Linked DNA regions of Mus musculus: all the other regions are linked to region 4. A link is a contact called in public promoter capture Hi-C data. All regions are on one chromosome and are shown on one strand. Each heading gives the region's core, a stretch centred on a gene start, on an enhancer-like site or on the middle of the called end of the contact. The rest is flanking DNA. Distances are from core to core; before and after follow the strand shown. Region 1 holds the start of Fam222b (family with sequence similarity 222, member B). Region 2 holds the start of Nufip2 (nuclear fragile X mental retardation protein interacting protein 2). Region 3 holds the start of Phf12 (PHD finger protein 12). Region 4 holds the start of Inpp5k (inositol polyphosphate 5-phosphatase K).

The links. Promoter capture Hi-C pulls out the DNA fragments that hold promoters and counts their contacts.
Region 1: a promoter capture Hi-C map of pre-B cells shows a contact between it and region 4, with 6 times the contacts expected there. The contact joins the promoter of Fam222b here to the promoter of Inpp5k in region 4. A contact is called at or near these places in 2 of 39 promoter capture datasets (liver and pre-B cells).
Region 2: a contact with region 4 is called in a promoter capture Hi-C map of liver, with 2.9 times the contacts expected there. The contact joins the promoter of Nufip2 here to the promoter of Inpp5k in region 4. A contact is called at or near these places in 1 of 39 promoter capture datasets (liver) and 2 of 115 datasets of contacts at active chromatin or transcription factors (embryonic stem cells and epiblast stem cells).
Region 3: a promoter capture Hi-C map of liver shows a contact between it and region 4, with 4 times the contacts expected there. The contact joins the promoter of Phf12 here to the promoter of Inpp5k in region 4. A contact is called at or near these places in 5 of 39 promoter capture datasets (the C10 cell line, hippocampal neurons, liver and 1 more) and 2 of 9 other capture datasets (adipose tissue and liver).

What each region holds. Positions count from the first base shown.
Region 1 is chr11:78,093,333-78,096,032 of GRCm38.p6, reverse strand. Fam222b (family with sequence similarity 222, member B) reads right to left here and starts at 1,343. Exons shown (of 3, transcript NM_145430.3): 1 at 1,242-1,343.
Region 2 is chr11:77,684,759-77,687,458 of GRCm38.p6, reverse strand. It overlaps Nufip2 (nuclear fragile X mental retardation protein interacting protein 2), which reads right to left and starts at 1,320. Exons shown (of 4, transcript NM_001024205.2): 1 at 952-1,320. The coding sequence starts at 1,231.
Region 3 is chr11:77,981,430-77,984,129 of GRCm38.p6, reverse strand. Phf12 (PHD finger protein 12) reads right to left here and starts at 1,314. Exons shown (of 15, transcript NM_174852.3): 1 at 753-1,314; 2 at 1-114. The coding sequence starts at 818.
Region 4 is chr11:75,629,625-75,632,324 of GRCm38.p6, reverse strand. Inpp5k (inositol polyphosphate 5-phosphatase K) reads right to left here and starts at 1,305. Exons shown (of 12, transcript NM_008916.2): 1 at 1,128-1,305. The coding sequence starts at 1,225.

The DNA of each region.
Region 1 (2,700 bases), core at 94-2,593, 2.5 Mb before region 4:
AGGGCACTTGCCTAGCACACTCAAAACCCAGGCTCAGGTTCCAGCATCAAGTAGAGGCTGGGGAGATAAATGGCTCAGTTAATAAACTGCTTGGCACACAAGCATTAACAGAGGAGCCCTCCCGAATCTCAGCCAGGTACGCCTATAACCCCAGCTACTGGGGAAACAGAGGCAAGACTGTTAATTCAAACTCAACTAGTGCTTGAATTCAAGACCAGCATAAGCAAGTTAGTGAAACTTAGTCTCAAAATAAAAAGCAAAAGGAAGGCTGAGAACATAGCTCAGTGCTTCAGGCTGTATTTGCTTCCTCTTGGGTCAGAAGCTGCATACCATGTAAAAAGGCACAGGAGTAGGGTACTTTTCCTATTCAATTTGACAGAGAATTTGTCACACCACGGAAGAAAGTGCTATTTCTACAGATGATCTGCTGTACTTATGCAGGGTGCACATATTTTTGTCTACTGAGGTTTTACAAATATGCTTTGTTTTGATGGAGAAATCAGTTACTCCATTAATAACCATAGAGTCTAAAATCTGATCGTATTGCTGGTACATACTAGCATCCGTATAGTATTTCCAATCTATAGGTTTCATAAGCTCTCTCAACCAATATATGAAGCTTACAAAAGCCCAGCATTTAATGCTGGATCTTCCAGAGAACCAGAAAGGTTAAGTGGGTCCTATCCAAGGTTATCGATCAGGTTTATCTGTGCTGGACTTGGTTCCAAACCTGACTCCATGTCCTTAGCTCTTTAACCTAGATTCCTCCTGAATTTAAACAGAGCTTCCGACTCCCAAGCTTTACCCAGGGCACATCATAACTCCAGTGACCAGTCCTTCTCTGACTGGTTCAGAGTGGACTTCTTCAGCTCCAGCACGGCTTTTATTTTCCACCACCCTTCCCCCCCAGCAACCATTCTCTGAAAGAAGCGGAAAGGGAGAGGCGACCCAAAGCTCCTGGGGGAAGGGATGATGACAAACCAGACAGCGCGAGGCACTGGTCCTGCCGTGTGCGCCCTCACTCCACGAAACGCAACCCCTTCCCTCCGCCAAGCTGTCCAGCTCTGGGACTCATGACCTAATCATCCATGCTCCAAATGCTCCACCATCATCACCTCAAACTATCCCTCCCCCACGACCTCCGTCCCCGACAAGTAGAAGCCACCCCGCTAGTCAGGGTGTCCTTCCACCACGCCATATCTGCATTCCTTAGAGTCCACTACCCTTAAACCACCACTCACTGTCGGTGACTGGGCCCGGCCCTCATGGCTGCTCCGTTGTCGCCGGTCGCCGCCACTGCTGCTCCACGCCCCAGCCTCTCAATCACAGCCGCCGTCCGGACTGGCCGGGAGCTGCTTCTGCGCCTGCGCAGCCCGGATTGCCCGGGGCCCTCTCCGGCAGTCAGCGCCTGCGCACCTCGCTCCGGGGACGTCTTTATCATTGCCTGATGTCCTGCTTCTCTGGGTCTCAAGTGGGCATGGCCGCTCGCTGGCCTTGGATATTTTAGGTCTTAGGGAATGTGGCTACTGAGCCTTCCTTTTAGGCCTCTAGAATATCTTGCCTAAATTACTAAAGTCTTGAATTGAGATTTATCCCACCAGAATTCTGGATCCTGCCTGCACTTAAAGACCAAATCTTTTAGGCGTGGAAGAAATTGCAGACTCGTTCCCTACTGTACATCTCTGACTACGGAGTCAGATCTTTTTGCAAACCGATAAAGAAGACCTTTATCCCTGTGTAGTAGTAGCACGTACCCAACAGTACTTGAAATATTAATACTTACGATTATGAGCGACTGGACGGACATCGATCCTAGTAGCCAAACTTCAGTCCTCTGCATCAGCAGCGAGTGCTCATAGTCGCTGAACATTTCTCCAGCCCCTATACAACTATATTTTTTTTTAAAGATTTATTTATTTATTATATGTAAGTACACTGTAGCTGTCTTCAGACACTCCAGAAGAGGGCGTCAGATCTTGTTACAGATGGTTGTGAGCCACCATGTGGTTGCTGGGATTTGAACTCTGGACCTTCGGAAGAACAGTCGGGTGCTCTTACCCACTGAGCCATCTCACCAGCCCATACAACTATATTTAATGGAACTCTTAAGTGTTTAATAAACTAACACCCGGACGGAATGGAGCACTCCATGAATCTTTGCAGAGGCAGGAGGATTTCTGTGAGTTTGAGGCTCTCCTGATCTACAGATGAAGTTCTAGGATATCCAGAGCTACATTTTTAAAAGAATTTGGGCTCTGGAGAGATGGCTCAGTGGTTAAGAGCACTGACTGCTCTTCCAGAGGTCCTGAGTTCAAATCCCAGCAACCACGTGGTAGCTCACAACCATCTGTAATGGGATCCAACACTCTCTTCTGGTGTGTCTGAGGACAGCTATAGTGTACTCATAAAATAAATAAATCAATCTTAAAAAAAAAAAAAAGAAATTGGTGTTACTTCTTTCTGTCTTTTTTTTTTTTTTTTTTTTTCAGAGAAGTACCCAGGAACCCGAAGGGTTTTCATGAAATGCTTACAAATGTATTAATACTGAGGTGATGATGACAACTTTGGCTATATAAGACAGAATCTCACTAGTATCCCAGACTGGTCTTGAATCCCATATGTAGTCCATGGTGGCCTTGAATTTGTGATCCTCCTGCCTCAGCCTCCTGAATAACAACATTACAGGCCTGAGCTACATTC
Region 2 (2,700 bases), core at 71-2,570, 2.1 Mb before region 4:
CCACCGGGTTACACAACCCCGGCGCGGCGCGGCGCGGAGGGGGAGGGGCGGCGGGCGGCGGCCGCCCGCAGTGCGGGGGGGACCCGGAAAAGGGCCGCAGAGGGTCCCGGGGCAGCCGGGCCGGCGTGCCGTGTGGCCTTCGGCACCCTTCCCCCTCCGCTCCTCCGCCGGCCGGAGTCGGTGACAGGAATCAGCTTCCAACATGGCGGACAGGAAGCGGCCCCGCGAGGAGGAGAGAACATTCCAGCCTCGCCGGCTCCGAGGCGAGCGGGCCAGGGGCGCCGGCCTGCGGAGAAGCCCTCGCGGACAGACAACGGGGTCCGGACGCGCAAGACGGGCGTTTAGGGGTGGAAATGACCCGAGGGACGATAGGGTCCCCCACACACCCAGACGGCAAACCCCAAGGCCACAGGTGGGCTCGGGGCGGCGGGTGAGCGAGGACGCTTCCTCAACTTAGCCCTCAGCCCCGCTCGTCGCCGCCTGCAAGCGGCTCTCGCGACACCACCCGCATCAGGATGGATTCACTAGGCCTGAATTACATACACCTCGGGGGAATTTTTTATTTTATTTTTTTAGGGCGGCTGAGTTTCACCCCCTTCTTAGGGGCCCCCACATTCAGGCAACTCCAGGGCCCGCACTAGAGGGGAAAAAGAAGATGAAGGCTGGACTTCCAAGGCCGAGGGCACAGCTCTGCCTCCGGCCGGCCGGGGCGGGGACCGAGGAAGGTCACGCCGGCCTGGCTGGGCCTCTCCCATGCTAAAGGGAAGGAGAGGGCGCTGCAATCCCCACCTCGCGGCCCGGCCCGCGCCCGGGAAGAATGGAAGGGGGCATCCCCGGCCCGGCGGGACGCACACCCGGACCGGGTCCGCGCTTTTCCCATCTAGCCCCACCCCCATCGCTTCCCCCCCCTCCAATCCAGTCCCCCTTCCCCCACCGCCCTCCCTCTCAGACCTGTTTTCTTCTTCGGCGTTTCCTGGTGCTGCTGGAGGGTGTGTTTCTGCTCATGTTTCAGCGGCTTGGGCTGGGCCTTGGGGCTGCCCTCGGCTCCATGCTGCAGGTATTGGTGAGGCTGCTGGTGATGGTGGTGGTGGTGGTGGTTGTGGCTGTGGTTGTAGAAATAATAATGGTGGTGGTGGTGCGACTGCTGCTGCTGCTGCTGCTGGGGATGATGGTGCGGATGGTGGTGGCTGTGATGGTGCTGAGGCTGTGGCTGGCCGGGCTTCTCCTCCATTGAAAGCGGCTGGGACTCCCTGGCTGAGGCTGCGGGCTGCTGCACCGTCAGGATCTGAGACTGCTTCTCCGCGCTCGCTCGGTATATCTGAGCGCGTCTCGCCAGCGCACTGGTTAAGCGAGAGGATCTGCGAGATTGGCAGCCGTGCTCCAGCAATGAGGAGCCACGCTGCGCGTCAAGCCCCGCCCCTAGCTCAAATCCTCTTCCCTTCCCCTTCGCCACCGCCGCCTGGCCAACGCCACTTACCCTATGCAACCTCACAGGGCCGGGCCTTCAACGTCAGCATTATGGCTCTCTCTTCTATCGCTTTCTCTCCTTCACCACGCAGTTAGCGAACAGCACTTTCTACACTCCTCACACCGAGCAAGCTGATGTCGAGTGTAGCAGATTCCACTGACGATTCTACTGGCGCTAGGAGCCATCTGTTGGTTTTGCACCTCCTAGAATGTGTTGGGTTGTGAGTGTGTGTGTGTGTGTGTGTGTGTGTGTGTGTTTAATTCTTTTCCGGGTAGCCAGAGAGGAAAGCTCAATTTCCTTAACCCTTAAACCACGAAGGGGGCAATTCAAAAAAGAGGAAATAAATACATTTTTAAGAATACAAGAGCTTCACAACTCGATAGATCGTTTTCGTATTCTGGATTCATTTTGCTTTGTATTCATATGCTAATCTCTTCCTTTCCACGGAGGGATTATAGGGTTCCACAATAGGGTATCTGTGTAATTTTCTAAAAGGGGACAAAGGGCTTAAATCATTGTTTCTTTGTAGTTGAAAGCAAGAGAGAGGGAGGAATGAAAAAAATCTACACTGAAGTTTTTTGGGTGTTTTTGTTGTTTTTTTAATCAAACACTGCAGGTGAGGTCAACTATGGAACCAAAATAGATTTTAGACTAAGACTTTCAAAAGTGAAATAAAGGAGAAAGGAACCCTTTAAAAGTTCTTAAGGTTTGGGTTTTTAAAACATTTTTGTATTAAATTTAAGGAAAACATTGAAATGTAAAGGTGTATTTGCAATTTATGCTGTTAATTTAACCTGTTATGATAGGAAGAAGGTTGTGATAAGCACAGACACGGGGTACCCTCGAAATATATATTTGGGGGACTTGGCTAGGAGTTTTGTTTGTTTTGGACTGGTTTGTTTTTGAAACAGACTATGTAAACCTGATTGGCTTGGAACTACCTAAGTAGAAGTGTCTGGCCAACTAAGAGATTCCCCCTGTTTCTGCCTCATGAATGCTGGGATTAAAGTCCTACACACACCAGCATACCCCAGCCAATGTGCTATTGCTATTACATGAATAATTGCTTTAAAATTCATTAAATTAGATATACATTTGTCTATGTATTATAAGGGATTTTTTTTTTTTTTGGTACAGCCCTGGCTGTCCTGGAACTCACTCCTGTAGACCAGGCTGGCCTCTGCCTTCCAAGTGCTGGGATTAAAGGCATGCCCCACCATCACTGCCCTCCC
Region 3 (2,700 bases), core at 65-2,564, 2.4 Mb before region 4:
ATCGCAGCTGTCGTGGTTGGTGGCCCTGCCGCTTCTCCGGGACTCCTTCTCGGGCTTCCGACTCCGCTTTTCTGCCTCGTCCGTCTTGGGGGGAGCCAGCAGAGCTTGGATTTGCTGCACACACATACAGACGGCATGTGTGCACATTCGGAGCTCCCGGGTAGCCCGTAGTCCCACCGGCGCCGCTTCTCCGTCACCCACCCCTCTTCCCCCTTTTGTCCTTCTTCCTCCCATCCAGGCTGCTTCCAGAACCTCTCGGTCCCCGGAATCAAGGGGAGCCCACCCTAACTGCGTTCCTGCAGCACAACAAGAAAAGCTCCTTCCAAATGGGGAGGACCAGGGTAGGGGGATGGGGAGAGGGTGCGCGGTTCTCTTCTTGCCACTTCCTTGTATGGACAGTGGGGGACTCCAAAGCCCGGCTCGGGAGAGGCCCGAAGCTTGGTACCCGGACGTGCAGGGGGAAGCACAAAGGGGCCGACAAGAAGGGGGTGGGGAGGCCTGCCGGTGCAATGAAATGGAGTGGGCTGAAGCCTCAGGGAGCGAATCGAGGGCGGCTGGTAGGTGAAACTGCTGCAGACGTCCTCGGAAGCTAAGCTCAGTCCCCCAAATTGCAAAGAGGGGAGGAAGAGACTGGGTGAGGAAGAACAACCCCCCCTTTTCCCGGCCCTCTGGCGCTTCGAGCTTAGGGCCGGCTTTGTGGGGCGGAGGTACCCTCCTGGCACTGGGGGGAAAAGGATGAGGGCCACTCTTACCTCCATCAGCCCCCCCGACGTGTCCAAGTCGTACACGATCGTCTTGGTCTCCATTTTCTCCCACATTCATCCACCTCTCGGGCTGGGCGCTCTCTGCTCCGGCCCCCCCAGCCCCGGGGGGAGGGGGGAGGAGGGGAAGGGGGCACCTCTGACCCCCGGTCCCCTTCTCTCTTCCCAACACAGGTTCCGACTTCCTCGCCCTGGCTCCCCCCCACCCCCCGGCCCCCAGTCCCTGGGACGGCAGCGTCCTCCCCACGGGCCGCGAGAGGGGAGCAACCCCTCAGCCCCGGCCCAGCGGCTGGCTGCACAGTGGATCCCGGCTCCGGGGGTCAGGCCTCGGCGGGGGCCTAGGCCCACAGGCTAAAGCTGGCGCTGGCGACCGCTGGTCCGGCCGGGAAGGCTAGCGGGCGCTGCCATCCCGGGCTTGGGGGACCGGAGGGGGGGGTGAGAGGTTAGGTGAGGTTGTGGTTCGTGAGGTGACTCTGGGGAGGATGATGGGGGGTGGTCCCCGGGCTCCGCCTCTCGCCGCCGCTGCCGTCTGCGTCCCGGCTGCCGCGCACTTGGCGCAAACTTACCGCGAGCGCCCGCAAAGCCACCCGCGCAGGCGCCCCGGGATCGCCGCTCGCCGCGCGCAACCGCAGTGACAGCCGGCGGCCTGGCTCCCGCGCAGCCGCGGTGATGGGGTACCCCCCGGCGCGCAGCCGCGCTGGCATTCGCCCGGAGCCCAGAAGCCCCGCCTCTCCGCCGTGCGCCGGCGTACTGCGATTGGAGGGCGGAACCTGAGGCCTCGCTTAGGCGCCTGGGAAAGCGCGTAGGGGTCACGGCGCAGCCGCAGGAACTGGAAGACGCATCACCCATTGGTGTTTGTGTGCGGACCACGGGCTCTGGTCCCGCGCAGGCGTGTTGGGTCGCCACCCTCCCGTCCCCTCACACAGCCGCCTCACGCGCAGGCGCGTTGTACCTGGAGGCCTGCACAAAAAAAAAAAAAAAAAAAAAAAGCTTCTCCTTTCGCCATTTTGGTAATGAGATTTGGGGCTACCATGCCCTTGGAGTCCTCAGTCACGACCAAGGAGGAGCGTGGGATGCTGTATGGAGCTGGTAGCTTTCGGCTGCAGCAGTACCCATATGGATGGTGTAGTGGACTGTTTGTCTCCAGTGTCAGGTGTGTCTGGACTAGGCCGCCATATTGGTAAAGAGGGAAAAAAAAAGCATTGCGACAAAAAAAAAAAAAAAAAAAGACGCTTTTGGTGGCAGATCGGATGACTGCTCTTTCCACTTCATTTCCACTCTCAGCACCTAATTTTAGCACGAGCATTGCTGCCTTGGGTCCCGATGGAACCCAAGATATTTCAAGCTGTTCTTACCCTCTCTTAACCACTGTCCCTGTGAACTACTCCGAAAGAGGAAGTCAAAAGCCCAAACAGTCCGTAATCCTGACAACGCCCAGCTACCTGCCTACAGCTGACTTCAATCCCCATCTTGCAACGCGCAGAGTTCAAAGGGTGAACGGGACCGCTTTGCACTCTGGTAGTTAGACTCGCGATGGATCTGATGGATTGTGGGAGTTGTAGTTCAGCCTTCAGGCGCTGCACTGGACCATAGGATGTACACGAAGAAAAGCCTGCCGGGAAAGGATACTTTTGAGAGCTGCCGTATTGCACACTGGGGTTTGTAGTTTGAGCCCCTCACCTCGCATTCTGAGCAGAGAGACATACCTCTCTTTGGGTGTGCGCTGTTATGCCCTTGTTATCACTTTCCAATATGGACAGATACTCTGCCTAATTGCGAATGAATGAACCCCACTAGGCATTAATTAACACTGGTGACATGCAGCTATGTCCTGCCGTTTCTTTCTTTCGTTTGTTCGTTCTGTTAAGACAGTCTTACTCCGCAGCCCTAGAACTTGTTATGTAGACTAGATAGGTCATGAACTCACAGAAATCCGACT
Region 4 (2,700 bases), core at 56-2,555:
TCTGAGTAACAGGTTTCTTATTATCTGTCTCACGAGTCTACTCTCTCTTGGGACAAGTCGCCAGTTGGTACATAACATTCCAACCTCCGCTCTCCACAAGTCTCAGTATCAGGAGAAATAATCAACAGCTCTTAAATACCACCACATCCATCACAAGTTCAGAAAAGCGAAGACTTAGGGAGACCTTCAGTGAGGGTGTTGCTATAGCAACACTCCAAGAAGCCCAGACTGTCTCCAGGACAGAGCAAGCAGGAGCTCAGACTCTACAGATGAAACCTGAGTTCCAAGAATACCGAGGCACTGAAGCACAAGATCCCGCAGAGCCACCCAAAAAGGGGAGGGGGGCATTTCCTTCTCCACCAGAGCCTGTTCTTAAAGTGTGACTTGTAAACAAAACAAAACAAAAAAATTCCTGGTTAGCTTCAAGCAGCTCCCTGCCTCTCCCTATGAATATAAACAAAATAATACAAAAACCTTCCTCTCAAGTCCTCTGAGAGACTGTCATTTTGTCTGTTTACAGTCTCCCCCTGCTGTCCGGCAGGTAACCGGTTTCTTTACTCAGTGGCTCCTTGTATTCCCACTCTAAGTGGATAAAAAATAAAACTCGGGATTTGGCATCCCAATCCTCAACTTTGATGATTAGTAACAAATCCATGCACCGCGAATTACGCTCAATTGGACGATTAGCAGTGTTCCTCGTGATTTAAGAGCGGGCATGAGACCAGGCTTTACCTCGCTAAAGGATCTTATCTAAATCTGATTTCGGATTTCTAGAGATCACAGCCCGATCAAGAAGACCCCATGATGTACTGCTGAAAAACAGGAACAAAACTTCTAATCTACAACTGTAGGGGCAAATGTTGGTCCTTAGCAATCTAACCCTGTCTGCTCCAAGAATCAACTGGACACTTGCTTGGGGAGCATCTGCAGTGACCAACTCGGCAGCCAAAGTTTAGAGCGTGCATCAATCCTAACATAGCCCTTTCAGTACTGGCCTGACAGAATTCGGGTATCTAAACTAGGGCAGCCTTGATCCTACTGTGGTTTTGAAATCCAGCCCCACAAATCAGACTGGGCTGAAGACAGCTAACCGCCAGGAACCGACCGGCCTACACCTGCGTCCTCACCTGAGTGCAAAGCCTTTCGGTGCGCTCGGCCTCCTTAGACTCACAGCCGACATTATTCCCTCGCGGTAACCCGGTGTGTTCCTGTCTCCGTGCTGCATCTAGTGCGAGCCGGAGCAGCCCTTGGTCTCCGGTCTCAGCAGCACTGCTCCCTCCGGATTGTTTTTCTTCCGGATTCGGACTGCGCTTCGGCTTCCGTAGGAGGTGGATCCAGAGTGTCTAGGGTTTTGGGGTGCGGTTGGAGGACAGAGGCGGGGCTTTACAGCAGAGCGAACCGCCCAGAGGCGGAGCTGAGCCAGGCTCAGAGAGGCGGGCTCTACATGTCATCCACTCCCGACGCCATACCGCCGGCCCGGACGCGGGAGTGGGCGGTGGCGGGGCCACCTAGGCTCCGCATTCCCAGCCTGCTTTGCGCAAGGGCGCGGGCGTGAGGAGCGTTGAGGGCGGAAGTTGCTGCGGCTCGAGGACTCGGGCTGCTTCGTGATCGTCCCGCAGCGTACGGTCTTCGCTGTCGCCTGCCCACCCTCAGAAACCGGGAGTGGACAGGATGGGGAGCCTCACTGTAGTCTGTTCGGCCTCTCTCGCCCACACTATAAGTAATTTCTCATGTTCCTTGGCGCCCTCATAGGGGTCAGAGAACACTTCCATTCATTTAAGTGACTTGGTGATCGTCATTTAAAAAAATTTTTTTTTCCATCTGAGACAGTCTTGCTAGTAAGTACTGGGGCTTGTTATACAGACCAAGTTGATTTTCCGACCTCAGCTGAGATTACACCACCACGCCCAACTTGAAACTAGTTTTGCTGAATACAAAGCAAAATAATTTAGGATCCCCGAGAGCTATCAGTGAATGAAAAACAAGCCGTTGCTATTTGGTGTATATTCATGGTGACTGTTTACTTTGCCAGACACTTCGATTTATTATTTCCTTTAGATCTCTGGGTCTTAATTTTTGAGGGGTAGGGGGGATAGTGCATGGGGTTGTTTTTACAGTTATGACTTCCCCCAGGGAAATGGGAGTGTTGTTTTAGCACACTGTAGTACCAGCTACCCAGTGATGCCTCAAGAACCCACAAAAGCTCCACTACCTGAAATACATGTTCTGGAACCCGGTGTAGTGATGTTATTTCCAAAACTCACCGAGATTGGTTACTCCAAGTTTGAGTCCAGTTTGGGCTACCTTAAAGTTTCAGGGCATTCGAACTGTGCTGTGATTCATTCTCAAAATGGAAGGGAAGGGGACAACTTCTACCAAGTCTAACTAACCACCTGAGCTTTACCCCTGGATGGAAGACAAGAATCACAGTTGTAGCCATAAACACAGTAATAAAGCTGAAAGTACTGGAGAGGGCTCACAAGTTAAGAGCACTTACAGACCACTGAAGTTGGGTTTGATTCCCTTCACCCACACGGTGGCCCATAATCATTCTAATTCCAGTTGCCCTTTCCCCTCTCTGGGTACTAAGCATGCCAGTGGTGCACATTAACCTCGTCCACTTGCAGTGAAATTAACAAACCTGGTCTAGTATTCTCATTAGGCCAAGCTAGCCTCAAACACAGAAAGATCCACCTGCCT